2 separate regions of the Bos taurus genome follow, and region 2 is linked to region 1. Evidence: chromatin contacts called from public Hi-C data. All regions are on one chromosome and are shown on one strand. The core of a region is the stretch at or near the end of the contact, and the rest is flanking DNA. Distances in the headings are between cores, read along the strand shown.

The links. A called contact is a pair of places that touch in the nucleus more often than the background predicts.
Region 2: a Hi-C map of an unstated tissue shows a contact between it and region 1, with 4 times the contacts expected there. The contact joins the enhancer-like site here to the promoter of SMC4 in region 1. A contact is called at or near these places in 2 of 11 Hi-C or Micro-C datasets (liver and an unstated tissue).

Annotation. Positions count from the first base shown.
Region 1 is chr1:107,077,325-107,081,199 of ARS-UCD2.0, forward strand. SMC4 (structural maintenance of chromosomes 4) reads right to left here and starts at 1,300. Exons shown (of 24, transcript NM_001105326.3): 1 at 1,188-1,300; 2 at 1-76. The coding sequence starts at 71. It also overlaps a transcript of IFT80 not described here.
Region 2 is chr1:107,324,807-107,328,404 of ARS-UCD2.0, forward strand. No RefSeq gene overlaps it. Among named protein-coding and RNA genes, the nearest start is that of C1H3orf80, 89 kb to the left of the region's middle. Within about 2 kb of position 1,320, at least 18 of the 102 cell types and tissues checked have an H3K27ac peak or open chromatin away from gene starts, as enhancers often do.

The DNA of each region.
Region 1 (3,875 bases), core at 50-2,549:
CCGTCCGGGGACCGCGGCGGCCCTTCCTCTCTGCGATGGGCAGTGGAGGGCTGGGTGCCTTTACGGGGCATGGTCGCTGGAGCCGAGGGAAAGCCGGGAGCAAGTCAGCCCGCGGGCGGCCGGCCGCGCCGTCAAGTTCCCCGCCGGCCCGCCACCCGTCCCACTCGGGTAAAACTTTGTCCACCCGTTTTCTAGGGCTCCGTTGAAAAACCCCGCGCAACGCCAGCGAGTTCTCGGGAAAGAAGGCACAAAAAACTCAAGTGCCAGGAAGGCGGGATTCGCTCTCTCAAGTTCTAAGCAAGTTCCTAGACGTGCTTTGCGGAGCCAGCAAAGAGAGCAACTGCTTAGGTTCTTTTTATTTTTTTAATGTCCCCCTCCTCCGCCCACAGTGTAAATGTGTGAGAAGACTGTAACGTCATTTCTAAACGAAGTTATATCCCGCACGCCGACATTTACGGACATTCCCACACTCTCGGGGCTGGGGATCAAAGCGCACAGATTCTTGTCTCCGAGTCCGTACTAGCTTTAGGTTTGAGGGGTTCTCAACTCTTGGCAGAGCAGTCGGGAACGAAGAGGCGGTTCGCCGCCCACATTCCTCTCCCCGCCATAGCCCTTGGCTCGGCTGGCGGCTCGGGGGCTTTGAGGTCTCCTTCTACTCGCCGGCCGGGGACCGGCGGCTGGGGTCGACCGCTCGCGATTTTCAAATCGGAAGCCGGCAGCGCCAACTCCGCTTCCATCACCTTGGGGTGGCAGGGGTTTGTCCCTGAGGTCCGCGGCGAATCCCGCTGGACAATAAACTACGAAAGGCCACCAGTAAGGGCTCAGAGCTAGTGGTTAGTCCCTCGGGAGAAGAGAAACGGGCAGCGGGCCGGGACAGGGGGCGACGCCGTAGTCCGACCAAGATTTCTAAGAAAAGGTCCGCGAGGGCTGAGAGGGCCCCCAGCCCCGCGGCCCCAATCCCACCATCGACGCTTAAGTAGCTCAGAGAAGTGGCGCCCGGGAGAAGCGCGCGGGAGCTTCGACCGCCGGGGAGCGACTGAGGGGGGAGGGGTGACAGCGAGCGAAATCTCCCCGAGGCAGCCTCAGCCTAGACTTCGGCTGCTCCAGCTCAAGGCCTCTTTCCAGGCGCCTGCGGACCGGGCAGGAAGTGAGAGTGTGACAACCGATCAGGAAAAGACGTACTTTACCTGCAGGATAGTCCACTCAGACCGAGGCTGGAAACGGTTGTATAGGCCCCCCGGTTCCTACCGGTGTTTCGGCTCCGGGTCCTTCACTCGAAAATGGCGCCTAAAATACAAACTCGAACGGAAATTCGTTACAAACGCGCGCAATGCTTTCTGGGAACCACTAATTTGAAAAAAATGCGGCGATTATCGCCATCTTCTGATACCTTACGCGCATGCGCGAACTCCTGGCGGGACCCGAGCTGCAGGGAACGTTTTCTACTAGGTGAAAAAAGCGAAACAATGTTTTCCGTGGCCCTACGGCAATAGCACTCTTATAAATTTTTTTTTTAAACTTGCGAATTTTGAGAAGATAAGTGGAATTCGCCCTACGGTTTAAGTCAAGGATCAGTCGTCCAATAACGTCCCTTTAGAAGAGGGCGTGGCCACTGCGGGGCGGGGTCTCAGGCCCGCTCGGGTGACGCTCTGAGGGGAAGTATCGCGCGAAGAGGGAGTCAGCTTAGCTCTGAGAAGTCGCTATGGTGACAGGGCGGTCCGCTGCTTCTTGGTAACTGGTCTCAGTTCTGTGAGAAAGATCGACCCCTCTTTCCTGGAACTTAAGGTAAGTCTGTTTACTTCCAAGCGAGAGTTGAGGAAAGGATTTGGAAGTTGTGGCCTTTACTGGATTCACCTTCCCTGCTTTGACAGTGTGTGCGGCGTGGAGCATCGGTTATTTCCCGTCTCACTGGGCGCTCTGGACTTAGCTTTTGGGATGCGAAGGAGGAAGCCCTGAATTTGGAGGGAGCAGAGGGGCAGCACGGAGGAGAGAAGATCTGGATTGGTGAATGATCGTGTAGGGAATAGCAAATAATGATTTCGAGTTATTGGTATTAGGTCATTAATGTCACTAGTGAAAAGGGGTTTTGAGTTTTTAAAATCATTCGACTGGAAGACTCTGTAATGGAAGAAACGATTTGCTGGTGTCGTCTGGTTATGGGGAAATTATTGATCAGCAGATATTTCTTAAGTAGCTTCTGTATACACTGCACTCTCGGGCATAATCAGGATTATTGAGCAAGTATTCCTGTTCCCAGATAATTTAGTTTTGTTAATGGATTTTTAACTAAGAGTTTGTGGATCTGGTAGTAGGTGATTGGGGTTCAGAGAAGTTCATACTACTTCTCCACTACAGCCCCCACCCGCCCCCGGAATTGAGTACAGAATTCTGTGTGCTTGTAAATTTTTCTGGGGAGTTAGTTTTTCCAGAACTTTGATCAGATTCTTAAACTTGGTCCTATCCCATCGCACTGTTAACCATTAATTGATCTGAATACGTCCAACAAACATTTATTCAGAGACTCTTAAGTACTTGACTGAGAACTGGGAACCTCTTTTATTCCCCCTTTTAACTTTTGCATACTTAGGACTTGGCATACTGAGGCCCCAATAAATCTTTATTGAGTGAATTTACATTGTCATTCTAAGTAAGAAAGTATGATTCTTCCCCTGAGGAGCATCATGTTAAGGTTCAGTGATTCTCAAGAGTTGAAGGTGTGGAAGACACTCCCCTCAAGTGTAAGAATTCCGTGAGGTTGAGAGACTAAAGTGATTTGAATAAACATTGACTCAGTATTGTAATACACTTTTTTTATTTGTAGTTGAAAAAAATTATTTTCATAAGACAAACTACAGACAGTAAAGCTCAATGAAAAATTTGGTTGGTAGCTGTACCAGAACATGTACATCAGTTCTGTTTAAAATCATGTGGAATCTTTTGGATTTTCAAGTCAAACACTACTAAACCCAAGTTGGAGAGATATTAACCCTGAAAAAAAGCAAAGACTAGACCAAATTGAGTAATGTATATGGGAGACAGAGCACCATGTAGGAGAAGGATGTAACAGATAACAGAATCCCAAGTCTCATCATTTTTTTAAAGCTACCTACTTAGACAACGTACTCAGTTTGTCAAACTCTGTTTATTATGAAACCAGCATATAATACCTACCGCATAGGATTGTTTATGATTGTTCATCTAACATACACACTGCATGCATTTGATATTGCTGTGTTTATAACATAGACCTTGTTAGGGTATGTGCTAAGGTTGAATAATGGGATGTCAAGTTAGAAGAAGGTTAGTTTGTGAAGAGTCTTGAAAACCAGGTCAAGGATATTAGATTGATAAATCTTCAAAATATTAGAAAAATTTTGAGCTATGGAGTGACTTGGTTAAAAAAAGTTAACAGTTATGTGGGATGTGTGAAAAGAGAAAGAGACTGAGATCAAGCACGGCTTAGATTGTTACTGTCCACTTTTCCATGTAGGAGGTAAGAGGTGCCTATGCAGTAGAATGGTAAAAATCTGGACACATTTAACAGTTAATAGTCTGAGCTCTTAAAGTTAGATAGTATTCTTTGTGAATCTCTGGATTAGTGATGAGGGGATAAGAAAGATAAGTCAGAAATAAATCTTAGTTTTACTACCTTTGATGGTTGTTGTAAATAATGTTTGGTCTTAGTGACTGATCAGAAATGTAATTTCAGAAAGTCAATAAAGTGACCAATAGCTTTAGATTTAGTTGAACCTAACCATAAATACTTTTTAAACAGAATAAATACTTTTTAAACAGGCTTAACTCAGATTGATAATGTAGAACAGACATTGATAACCAACAGCTATAGTGGAGACAAATCTAGAGTGAAAGTAGGA
Region 2 (3,598 bases), core at 70-2,569, 250 kb after region 1:
CAGATGGACTACAACTTGATCATTGTTGAAGCTGGCTGATGGTATGCAAAGTTTCACTAGAGTGAATATTTTATAGGAGTAGTTAATCTACAATTGTGCATTCATTTCTGCAAAGTATCAGTTATATCCATCCTTTTTAAGATTCTTTCCCCACATAAACCATTATAGATCTGTGCCTTCTGCATTAGCAGGTGAATTCTTTTTTTTGTTTGTTTGTTTTTGTTTTTTTATTTTTTAAATTTTATTTTATTTTTAAACTTTACAATTTTGTATTGGTTTTGCCAAATATTGAAATGAATCCGCCACAGGTATACATGAGCCACCAGGGAAGCCTCATACACTGTAGTATGTATATGTTCATTCCAATCTTCTAATTTATCCCTCTCCCCACTTTCCATCTTGGTAACCATAAGTTTGTTTTTTTACATCTGTAACTCTATTTCTGCTTTGTAGATAAGTACACTTGTACCTGGGCTTTCTGGTGGCTCAGACAGTAAAGAATCCGCCTGCAATGATGGAGACTCTGGTCCAGTCCCTGGGTCAGGAAGATCTCCTGGAGAAGGGAATGGCTACCCACTCCAGTATTCTTGCCTGGAGAATTCCAAGGACGGAGAAGCCTGGCAGGCTACAGTCCATGGGGTCGCAAAGAACCAGACATGACTGAGCGACTAACACTTTCACCTTCACTTCACAGTTGTATCATTTTTTTAGATTCCACATATAAATGGTATCATATCTATGTCTTTCTCTGTCTGACTCATTTCATTTAGCATGACAATCTGTAGGTCTAGCCATATTGCTGCAATTGCCATTAATTCAATCTTTTCTATGGCTAAATAATGGAATACACTGTATATATGTACCAAATCTGCCTTATCCATTTTTCTGTTGATGAACATTTAGACTGCTTCCATGTCCTGCCTATTGCAATGAACATTGGGGTCCATGTATCTTTTAGAATTATGGTTTTCTCCAGATATATGCCCAGGAGTGGGATTGCTGGATCATATGGTGAGTCTATTATTAGTTTTTTAAGGAACTTCCATACTGTTCTCCATAGTTCTCCTGACTACTTTTGTTTGCTTAAAATTTTTCCATCATAAAAAGTTAAAGAAGAAGCACACATACATCTTTGTTTCAGGCTGCAACGTCTAGGAAACCAAACTGTTGAGTATCCACAAAGCAGGATCCCAAAGCAATCTTGAGATGTGGGAAAGTCAAGTTGATACAACAAAATCATTTACTGTACGTGGGAGAGTCTCTCTGAGGACACTGGCCTTGGCTGACTTGTTGACAAGAATCTCTCCCTTTATAGTGATCTGTTATTTTCCTGCCTGCTTGAAGACTCCGCCTTCCACTTCTTTCCTTTCTGTTTCTTTGTTTGTAAGTTAACTTTCTCCCATGGGCAGACAGAACTGCTTTTTCAAGAACCATAAAGGGACCACAGAACCCTCCAAAGCAGTGGTTTTCCTTTTTATAAAACCACAACTCAGAGTAAGAACTATACTCTTTGTCATCACATACAAACACAAGTGACACGCAAGTGTCACAGAATAACAGCCTTTACTCGGTGGATGTGAAAGTGAAAGTGTTAGTCGCTGAGTCTATCTGACTCTTTGTGACCCCATGGATTGTAACCCGCCAGGCTCCGCTGTCCATGGAGTACTCCAGGCAAGAATACTGGAGTGGGTTGCCATTCCCTTCCCCAAGGGATCTTCCTGACCCAGGGATTGAACCCAGGTCTCCTGTGTTGCGGGCAGTCTCCTGCATTGAGGGCAGATTCTTTACCATCTGAGCCACTCAGTAGGATACATTCTGATGTTTTTTGTTCAGCTCTATTCTAGTCAGTTCTATTCCAATATTTTGAAAGGCTGTTGTGATCCACCAAATTGATTTCAGGATCACTAATGTGTTGCAGCCTGCAGTGTTAAAAAATGGTTAATGAAAGGATACAGTGTGGAGGAAACTTAACATTTAAAACATCTGGCCTGGGGTTGAAGTCATAGACAGCTGGATTTCATTTGTATCTGACAGTGGAAAAGGCCTCCACACTTCTTTAAATGGGCGGAAGGTCAGATCTATAATGCTTGCCAAGGATTGACTAAAGTATTAAATTTTAGCAGATGTGTTAATTGATGTACCCATCAACAGTGAGTGATCATCGCTGCACATAGGCTTAGAATTGGTTTTGGTGGAACTGGGCTTAGCCACGTGCTGTTTTATAATGGTAAAAAGCGGGTAGCCCTGTCTTCACACCCCACTATGGCTATTCCTTGGAGGGGACACCAGACAATGGTGTAAAGCTGTGCATGTCCTTTCGAACCAGAGGGACCTGAATTTGAACCTCACCAACTACTAACCATGTGACTTTAGACACATCAGTTAACTTCTCTGAATCTCAGTTGTTTTTTTTTTTTTATCAGAACAGAATTGGTTCTGCATTAAATAAGATAATATATTTAATGATAAGATAATATCATTAAATAAATATTTATTATTAAATATCATTAAACATATCAGTAAATATCATTAATGATATTATTTAACATATCATTAAATATCATTAAAGAGACACCAGCAGGGATGGTGTCTCTCTCATTATGGAGGTTGGCCAATGTCAACACACAAGACCTGGTGTAAACCAGGCACTGAAAGAACAACCAGTTTCTGAGTGTCCACTAAGTCTTTTTCCATAAAATTATGGCCAGTGATCTATTTCATGGACAAAATAACTTCTATGTCCTATGGCTAATTGTCTCTTAAAGTCCCTATTGTATTTTCTCCTGGCTGTTTAAACATTAAATGAATTGCCCTATAATTTCCAGGATTTTATATTTTAGAACAAGGATTTCAAGGTTTTTTATTTTTGAGAACAAATATAGTTTGGGTGCTTTTTCCATGTTCCTCAAAATATTCCAAGTGCACACTGGTATGTACTCATTACTTCTAAAGCCTGGTCTTACCCAGATGTAATGGCTGAAGATTTCCCTTAACACAAAGAATGCCATGCATTATGGTTTTCACTTCCATTTAACCAGATTAAATATTTGGCTAAGTGCTTTATGCTCTGATTAGAGGTGTCTATATATGAAGTGCTCCTCGAACAAAAGTTACGGGTAATCAAATGTAATTTAATTGAATCATGTTCCATAATTAAGGCAAAACCACTTCACTTAAATAATTATCTTGAAGTGTTTGCAGTAGCAGGGTTATGATTTGCTTTTGTTTCCTCTCTGTTACTAGTGTTACCTGATGACAAAATTATGGTGACGTGCTGCTCTACAGAAACTTCAGGTTCAGCCATTTAGGGTTCCAGGCCGTGTGAGGACTGCCCAGCTGCCTTCTAAGAAGGTGTCAAAGAGCAGTAATCATTGGATGGAGTTCCTCCCTATGGTTTCTTCATAAGGTTGAATTAGCATTCAAAACAGAGCCCTCTGGAGCGAATATGTTCAGATTCCACAAACATAGTCACAAACACTGGAAGAAACATCATTCACAGATGTTTTAGAATAGGGATTACCAAACCACTACTGATGTGAGATGCTGTAGTCATTGGGGTGGCAGCTACAGGTAAGACCAATGCAAGACTCAGTGTAGG